2 separate regions of the Sus scrofa genome follow, and region 2 is linked to region 1. The links are chromatin contacts, called in public HiChIP or PLAC-seq maps. All regions are on one chromosome and are shown on one strand. The core of a region is the stretch at or near the end of the contact, and the rest is flanking DNA. Distances in the headings are between cores, read along the strand shown. Region 1 holds the start of IDH3A (isocitrate dehydrogenase [NAD] subunit alpha, mitochondrial). Region 2 holds the start of MORF4L1 (mortality factor 4-like protein 1).

Region 1 (4,261 bases), core at 992-3,491:
AGCTTTTCTAGGAAAAAAAAATTAGCTTCAGATCTCTTTTTCAAATAAAACCTTAAAAGGAACTCGAATAGAGGAGCACTCTGATTGAAACTCACATCCAGTTCAGTATTCCCATAATCCTGGGACATCAGCTTCTGAGGCACTTTCTGCTCCAGTCCCTAAGGGAGAAACTTACCCACTGAGGTCAAATGACCGCCAAAGGTCACAAAAGGGGGACCATGTCAGAGGAGAACTTTATCCTCTGATTCCACAAACCTTCTGAATACCTCCTGTGTTTTTTTCTTGTAGACCACACTAAAGGCAAAATAAATTTACTAGCACATTTACCAGCTGTTTTAGTCCCTCATTCTTAATGTACTTGCCAAAGATGATTAGGTGTTCAGTGTAAACTCAGTGATTAAAGGACTGATTTCTATTTAGACAGAGACACGAGTTGCTTTACCTTCAGGAGCGAATGTGAAATAAGGTACCATCACACATAAATCACATGTAAATGCAGAGGATAACAAAGCAGAACCCAGTTACTGGGGGGCGGGGGGGAAAAACAACTACTGAGGAGTTCCCGTCCATGGAGCAGCGGAAACAAATCCAACTAGGAACCATGAGGTTGTGGGTTTGATCCTTGGCCTCACTCAGTGGGTTAAGGATTCGGTATTGCTGTGAGCTGTGGTGTAGTTCGCAGATGTAGCTCAGATCTGATGTTGCTGGGGCTGTGGTTTAGGCTGGCAGTTCCAGTTCTGATTAGACCCCTAGCCTGGGAACCTCCATATGCCAGGGGAGCAGCCCTAAAAAGACAAAAGACAAAAAGAAGTTAAAGAAATAAAAAAAAACTACTGATACCCAATTGTCTGCTTAAAGACTGTAAGATATGTATTTTTGAATTCCTTCTGCATGTTTCTTTCACATTATTTGAACCAATCCTCAAAAAGCTCTATGAAACAAGTATAGATATTTCACAGAAGGGCTTATTAAGGCTCAGAAATGTTAAGTAATTTGCTCAGGGTCACAAAGCCAATTAGTGGCACTGCCAGGATTTAAATCTAAGACTCCTAAATTCCAGTGCAGAGCTCTTTTCACTAAATAATATATATGTGGACTTCGCCTTAAACTCAAAGGAGGAATAAAGTATCAAATTTTATAGAAAAAAACTAAATTGCTTAGGTAGGTTCCTAGGGGTTCATTCTTTAAGAGCAACAGGAGGCTCGAGGGCCCATTCTTCTCTCTGCCTGTCAGTGTGTGACCTTGGTCACAGAGCAGGCAGAATGGGACTTAGACCTAGGAACGCAGAGACACCTGTTCTGATACCTACTTCCTGTGTGACCTTGAGCAATTGAGTTTTCAGGCACGGTTAGTTCCACTGAGGAACCAATGAATTGCAGCGATGCTCTGAAACCCTTTCCAGCTCGGGCATCCGAGCTGCCAAGGGGAGCTAAAGCTCTCCAGATCGTAGGATTCTCGCTAATGAAAGGTGAGAGGAAAGCGCTGCGGGTCTCCCTCTCCCAAGTGTTGAGACAGCAATTCCAAGGTGCAAGATGCCCTGTGTCCTTTGACGGGGAAAGAGCTACAAGAGCTCACTGGGAAGAGCTCCAAGGGAGAAAAAAGTCTGGCAAGAAAACGACCTCAGGATTCCCTCACCTGGGAAAACCTCCCAAGCCTAACGCACGTGCCCTCGGGCCAGGGAGGTTACGCGACCAGGGCTGGAGCAGACACGAGTGGAAGGCCCTAGCCGTGTTGCGGGGGACTCCAAGCGATCAAAAGACTGCAGGGCCGCAGCCTCGGAAGCGGCCAGGATGGCGGAGCCGGGGCGGCGGCTGCGATGACCTTCCCAGATTCCGCGCAAGGCCTGGCCTTCTGCCCGGGTAGATGCGGACGGCGGCACCCGAGTATCGCCGGGAGCAGGGCCAGGGCCCCCGGCCTTGACCTTGCTGCTGTCCCCGCCTCAGGCTTGACCTTCCGGGAACAGGGCTGCCTACACACTGCACGCGGCCAGGCACACAGGTGGCCAGGTCAGGTTCCGTAACTGTTCCCAACCAGCCGAGCGCCGCCGCCTCCCGGTCCAGGCCTGCGCGCCTGCCCCCGCCCAGCACGCCGCCAGCCCGTGGGCCACAAGCCGGCCTGCCCCCCCGCTCACCTTGGAGATCCACGCTGGCCCAGCCATCGCGCTCCCTCTGACCGCGGCGACGGCGGCGGCAATAGTACGCAGCCGCACAGCCTGCGCCCCGCCCGCCCGCCCGCCTGGCCCCGCCCCCTAGGCCCCACCCCCCCTGGAAGCCCAGCCCCGGCCCGCCTACGGGATTCTCCGAACTTGCTCCCGGTCCCCTCGGACCTCGCCGGCTCCGCTGGCCAATCGTCGGGCTCGCCTCGCGCCGACATCCGGAGCACAGGCCGGAGCCGCGACCCGGAAACTACTCGCCGGGATCTCCGGTAGGAGTCCTTCCACTCCTTCATTCATCGATTTCACTGTTTAGGGGGGGTGTTTGTTCCGCGCCCACTAGATGCCAGTCGGTCTTCTAGATTTGAGGAATTAACTTCTCTCATAGACTTTACAATCTCAGGGAGGGAGATAGATCATGTACTCGGTCCACAAGTATTTATTTTTTAACAGCTTCATTGAGGTATAACTTACATACCATAAGCATCAAAGTGCGATGATTTTTAGTAACTGTAAACAGTTGCACAACCATCACTACAATCCGGTTTATTTTTTAACGGCTTTTTTTTTTTTTTTTTTTTTTCACGGCCTCAAAGGCGGGATACAGAGGTTCCCAGGCTAAGGGTCTAATTGGAGCTACAGCTGCCGGCCTAGGCCACAGCCACAGCAACGACAGATCCGAGCTGCCTCTTCGACCTACACCACAGCTCACAGCAACGCAGGATCCTTAACCCACTGAGCAAGGCCAGAGATTGAACGTGAAACCTCGTGGTTCCTAGTCGGATTCTCTCTGCTGCACCACACGAAAACTCCTTAACAGCTTTTATTGAGGCATAACTTATGTGCCATAAAATTTACTCTAAGTTCAATGATTTTTAGTAAATGTAAACCGTGGGATAACCATCACCACAATCCAGTTTTTGAACTTATAGAAATGTTCCCTGTGTCCATTTGCAGTCAGTGCCAGCTCCCTGCAATTATTGATCTGCTTTCTGCCTTTACAGCTCTACAAATATTTTTGAGTGCCAGCTAGGTACCAGGCACTCTTCTTGTTGCAGGACTTACATACAGGGAGACAGAACACAGAGGCCCTTTTGCCGGGAAGCAGCGTTTTTATTCGTGCTGGCACTGGCTCAGTGGATTCATATCCAAAGGCTGAGCCCCTATACCCTCCATTATTTTTTTCTTTTACACTTTGGTCCCTTTGTCCCCCTCATAAGGTAACATGCCTTCTGTAATTTCTGAGTGTACAGTTATAGATACGCCTCCGCTCATCGATACAGGTTATGCTGCGCTGTTGCAGAACTGCGCAGGCGGCACAGATGCTGGTGTTGCATGTTGCTTTCCCTTTGTTCTGGGAGGGCCCGTTCTCCTCCCCACTGCATTCTAAGTGCTGGTGCGTACACACTAGTGGGATAGAAAGGTACCAATCCGGTATTGCACAAACGTGGAATTTAAAACTGTGCTAAGTGTCAAGAAGCAAGAATGCAAGGAGTCATGAGAAGGTAAAATCAGAGAACCTATTCAAATCTAACACAGAGGGCAGAGAAGACCTCTCTGAGGAACTAACATACCTACTCCCCTTCCTCCTCATCCTCTCCTCAGCAACCACACACAGTCCTAAAGCTCTGCTGATCTTTGGGTACTAGGGTAGTTGGGTACCCGGGTGACTTAGACCGAGTCTCTCCCCTCCTCACCCTGGAAAAGGGTCCATCCAGAGAGGAGCTACCCATCCACCCAGAAAGGTGGTGAATTAGGTGCAGAAGTGATGCCAGTGGCTTTCATAAGATAAAATAATAAAGCACAGCTAAGTCTGTGGCTTTGTCAGGACAGAAGGATCTCCTTGGTCTCTTCTCCTGGGGCTTTCCTCTCATCAGGCTCTGGCAGCCCCTCCCTGAAGTGTTCGCCACAGTCCCACTCCGCCCTGTCTCCAGGGCCAGCCCTGCCCTCCAAGCAATTGCAGCTGCCTCCTCACCCACCAACCTGCCTCTTCCAGTCCTTTCTCCACACAGCCCTCTCCATCACTCACAGCTCGACCAGGGCCACATCGGGCCCTAAAACCTCCTGGATTTCCCTTGCATTCATCTTATACCACTGTCTTTTTTCAGC
Region 2 (4,261 bases), core at 1,086-3,585, 270 kb after region 1:
CTAGATTTAAAGAGAGTTAAGAAATTTAATAACCAAATGCAATACATTGTCATTTAATGGATCCTGTTTTGTTTCAAACAGGCAACAAAGGCAAAAATATTTTAGGAACAAGTGAGGAATTGTGAAATGGGAATTATATGACTTTAGGGAATTATTGTTACTTGTGTCAGGTGTGAGAATGATAATGTGGTATGTAAAAGAATGCCTTTCTATTTTGGAAGTATATACTGAAGAATTGAGGCACAATAGGTCCTGAGGTCTTCATACGTACACACACCATACATGTATATATATATATATAAAGCAAATATAGAAAAATATTCACAATTGTTGAATTGAGATACATAATGCATCGTTCTACTTTTCTGTATATTTGAAATTTTTATAATAAAAATATAAAGTGACTTTTAGAGATTTTTTTACAGTATAATATAGTTGTGGTAAAGTGCGTTACTCATAAATGCACAACTTGATGAATTTTTACTTTACATGTGTGAACACCCATGTAACTACACCAGATTAAAGTTATAGAAACAGCGGGAGTTCCTGTCATGGCGCAGTGGTTAACGAATCGGACTAGGAACCATGAGGTTGTGGGTTTGATCCCTGCACTTGCTGAGTGGGTTAAGGATCCGGCGTTGCCATGAGCTGTGGTGTAGGTTGCAGACTCGGCTTGGATCCAGTGTTGCTGTGGCTCTGGTGTAGGCCAGCGGCTTCAGCTCCAATTAGACCCCTAGCCTGGGAACTTCCATATGCTGTGGGTGTGGCCCTGGAAAAGACAACAACAACAACAACAAAACCAATTAGGGAGTATAGAAAAATATTTATGCCAAATGATGGGGAGGTTAAGGAGGGAAAATAAAAGGATTCCTCAAGTTTCACCCTGGATTTTATACCTCTGAATTATTGCATCATGAAGAACCCAAATATTACTTGTATATCTAAAAGATAAAGGCAAAAAAAAAAATAATTCCAATATACATGGAGAAAGAACACAATGGGGGTGCTAGGATAAAGAAACTGCAAGGAAACTCAAACAACTATAATACTTTATTGGGCATTGGGCAGATGAGAATAAGAGGTGGGAAAGAGACTTTTCACTACCTTCATTTTTACATTAAAATCTTTTCGGAATTATTTAATTTTGAACTATTTTGTACTCAACACGTTAAAAAAAAGAAGTGTACTTGAGAGTTCTGGTGTGGTGGTGGAGTCACCAAGAAGCCCTTGCCCCTTTCTTAGACACCCTAGGGAGTAATAGAAACCAGATGGTGCAAATGGAAGGAGGGTTCTTTGTGGGTTTCTGTGGTCAAAGGGGCTGTGCTAAAGGAAGACTGAAGGAGAAACTGGAGTCAGATAAATGGAGAGAGGTCTGGAATTGATGGGAGCGTAGCATGTTCAGGGGAGGGTTTAGAAAAGGCAAGGAGACAAGTCTAAGGCCTGGAGACGGTTGGGGATTGTTTGTGGAAGGACTTAAAATGCCAAGCTATAGACTTTGGGATTCATCCTGCTTAACGTTTTCTGCACACTAATTCACTGCTCAGAACCATCCTAAGCCTTTCCATGAAATTCTCACAGTAAACCAATGGAAAGGTGCTATTATTCTATTTTGCGGCTGAGCAAACTGCAGACATTTCGAACAAGGGAATGACATAAGGAAATTCGTTTAAGTTGTGTGTATATTCAATAATAGCTCAAAGAAATTAGGTGGCAAGAATGTGTACAAATAGGGCCAGTGCAGAATCTCGACGTCGTGATTATTCACGTTAGCCTCCCTCCGCGGACTGAACTCCATTATCACAAAAGACTGCCTGGTGTCTCCCTCTATGTCCTCATTTCTGCAGGCCCCGGGCTGGAGTAGGGGAGGAGTAGGAGCCGACAAACAGCCATCAGTCGCACCAAAAAAACTGGCAGTGAGCTTGCTAAAACAATGAAATTTATAGACGCAGTCTCCATTATCCACCCACTTCTGACCAGATTGCTGGCCGTGAAGATTTCCTACGCAGAAACTACTCAGATGCTATTGAAAGTAGGCTTCAGAGGCAGCCTTTTATTTCTGGCTATTTCAAAGCCCATATAATTGTGGCCCTCTATTGCCCATGGGGCTCCGCAACTGGGCCTTTCCCATTCTTTCACCGCACGTGATGCACGGCCTCCTTTCCTCTCGCCCTGGCAACACACAAAAACAAATCCGGCTTTAAAAACCTCAGGCAGTCCCCGGGTGGGGGTGGGGAAGAGCAGCAGGGGGTGGGGGATGGGAAAAGGCCAACGCCCCTCCCCCATCCCGTGGCGCCTCAACTGCCTTGGAACTACCACTCCCGGCGTGCCCTGGGGCGGCTCGGTCGCAGGGGCGCGTGCGCGGCAGGCAACCGTTGGCTAGGGCGGCGGCTGCGCGGGTCGCTGTGCTGTGAGGTCTGCGGGCGCTGGCAAATCGGGCCCAGGATGTAGAGTTGGCGGTGCCTGACGGCGCGTCTGACGCGAAGTTGGGTGGGGTAGAGAGTAGGGGGCGGTAGTCGGGGGTGGTGGGAGAAGGAGGAGGAGGCGGCGGCGAATCACTTATAAATGGCGCCGAAGCAGGACCCGAAGCCTAAATTCCAGGAGGGTGAGTCTGAGCCCGTGGGAAAAAAGGCATCTAACGGCGCAGGGGATGGAGGCGGGCTCGGGGTAGTTGAAGCTTGTGGGCCGGGGGTGGTAAGGGCTGCGCTCGGATCAGGCGGCTGGCAAGGCTTTGTGCAGGGAAAGCGCATTGCGGCAGGATATTTCGGTGCGTCACGAGGAGAAAGCACCTTGTGAAGCGGAAGCATTATGCAGGCGTTGGGGTAGGAGAGGGATCCGCTGCTGCGTGGCAAAGCCATAGTGCAGTGTTTGTTGTTGTGAAGCGAGCGCGGAGAAAGTAGCCTATTGTAGGGAGGCGATGGGTGCGCCATGGCGGCCGTTAGGGGAAGTGATGTGGCATGGGGGAGGGGAGGGAGCGGCAGTGGTTTCGGGCGCCGGCGCGGGGCCCCCAGGCGGCGTGGGCGGTCAACAGCTGGCACTCCCGGGAGGCCTCGAGCTCCGAGGTGGTCGTACTCGGTGGAGCCGCCGGGCTGCTGCAGTGGGGTGGGCTTCGCGCCTTGGGGCGGGAGAACTGCGTTGTAAAATGGCCGCTGCAAGATGGCCGCCCCATCATGGCCGCCGGCGCCTCGGTCCCCGGCTCCCGGCCGCAGACGCTGCTTTAGGGCAGATGCAGCGCCCCCTTCTTCCACCGCCACGGTACGCGAACTGGTTCTCCGGCGCTTTCCGCAGGGAGGTGGGTGGGGACAGGAGAAGGAGAAGAGAAAAACCGCGGGCGTCTGGGTCGGCTTTGTGTTCCTTGAAGGCATCCCTTTGCTTTATAAGTCCTATTGGCTTGTAGTCGTCTTTTAAATACTGCAGCTGCTTGACTCATTGCAGTAACGTTTGATTAACAGTGATTGGAAAGGTTTTTTTTGTTTTTGATGGACGTGTCTTGGTTGACGGTAGAACCTGACTTCCAGTGGAAGACGGCTCTTTAATATTTATATTTAACATTTCTGTTAATTTATATTGAGGTGGAGACAGCTAAAATGGAAGTAAAATTCTGTAAGGCATGCAAGAACACTTCAGATTTCCCTTCCATTACTATAGGTGTATGTGGTAGTTACCATAGATATCGAGGTGTAGGCAAAAATATTGTTGTAGGGATTTTCAAACATTAATGGACGTTACAATTACTTTTAGAATCATATGCACAAAACCCAAGTATATTATAGCTTTATGGAATATTTAAGGTTTTTCCAAGGGCGTTTCTGTTATAACTGACTCTCAATACCTGCTTTCTCACCACCTTGAAAAGCTGTATGACTTTATGGATTGCTTTTTTAAAAAACATGTTTTCTAGCTGCGAATTTTTTTTACCTTTACTTAAAATTACTAAAGTGTGGTTGATTACAGTGTTGTGCCAATTCCTGATGTACAGCAAAGTAGCCCAATTATATATATATATATATATATATATACACACACACACACACCCTTTTTTATATTATCTTCCATCATGGTCCATCCCAAGAGAGTGCCAGTAGTTCTCTGTGTTATACAGTAGGGTCTCGTTGCTTATCCATTCTGAATGTAGTAGTTTGCATCTACTAATCTCCAACTCCCAGTCCATTCCACTCCTTTTCTTCTCCGCTTTAGCAACCACAAGTCTGTTCTCGGTCTGCAGCAGGGATTGTTAATCTAGGGTCAGTGTTTATAATTCAGA

The links. HiChIP or PLAC-seq counts read pairs in DNA pulled down with a chosen protein or histone mark.
Region 2: a contact with region 1 is called in an H3K27ac HiChIP or PLAC-seq map of alveolar macrophages. The contact joins the promoter of MORF4L1 here to the promoter of IDH3A in region 1. A contact is called at or near these places in 2 of 47 Hi-C or Micro-C datasets (liver and skeletal muscle) and 1 of 2 datasets of contacts at active chromatin or transcription factors (alveolar macrophages).

Annotation. Positions count from the first base shown.
Region 1 is chr7:47,776,707-47,780,967 of Sscrofa11.1, forward strand. It overlaps IDH3A (isocitrate dehydrogenase [NAD] subunit alpha, mitochondrial), which reads right to left and starts at 2,242. Exons shown (of 11, transcript XM_001927338.5): 1 at 2,132-2,242. The coding sequence starts at 2,158.
Region 2 is chr7:48,047,715-48,051,975 of Sscrofa11.1, forward strand. It overlaps MORF4L1 (mortality factor 4-like protein 1), which reads left to right and starts at 2,336. Exons shown (of 12, transcript XM_001927741.5): 1 at 2,336-2,602. The coding sequence starts at 2,563.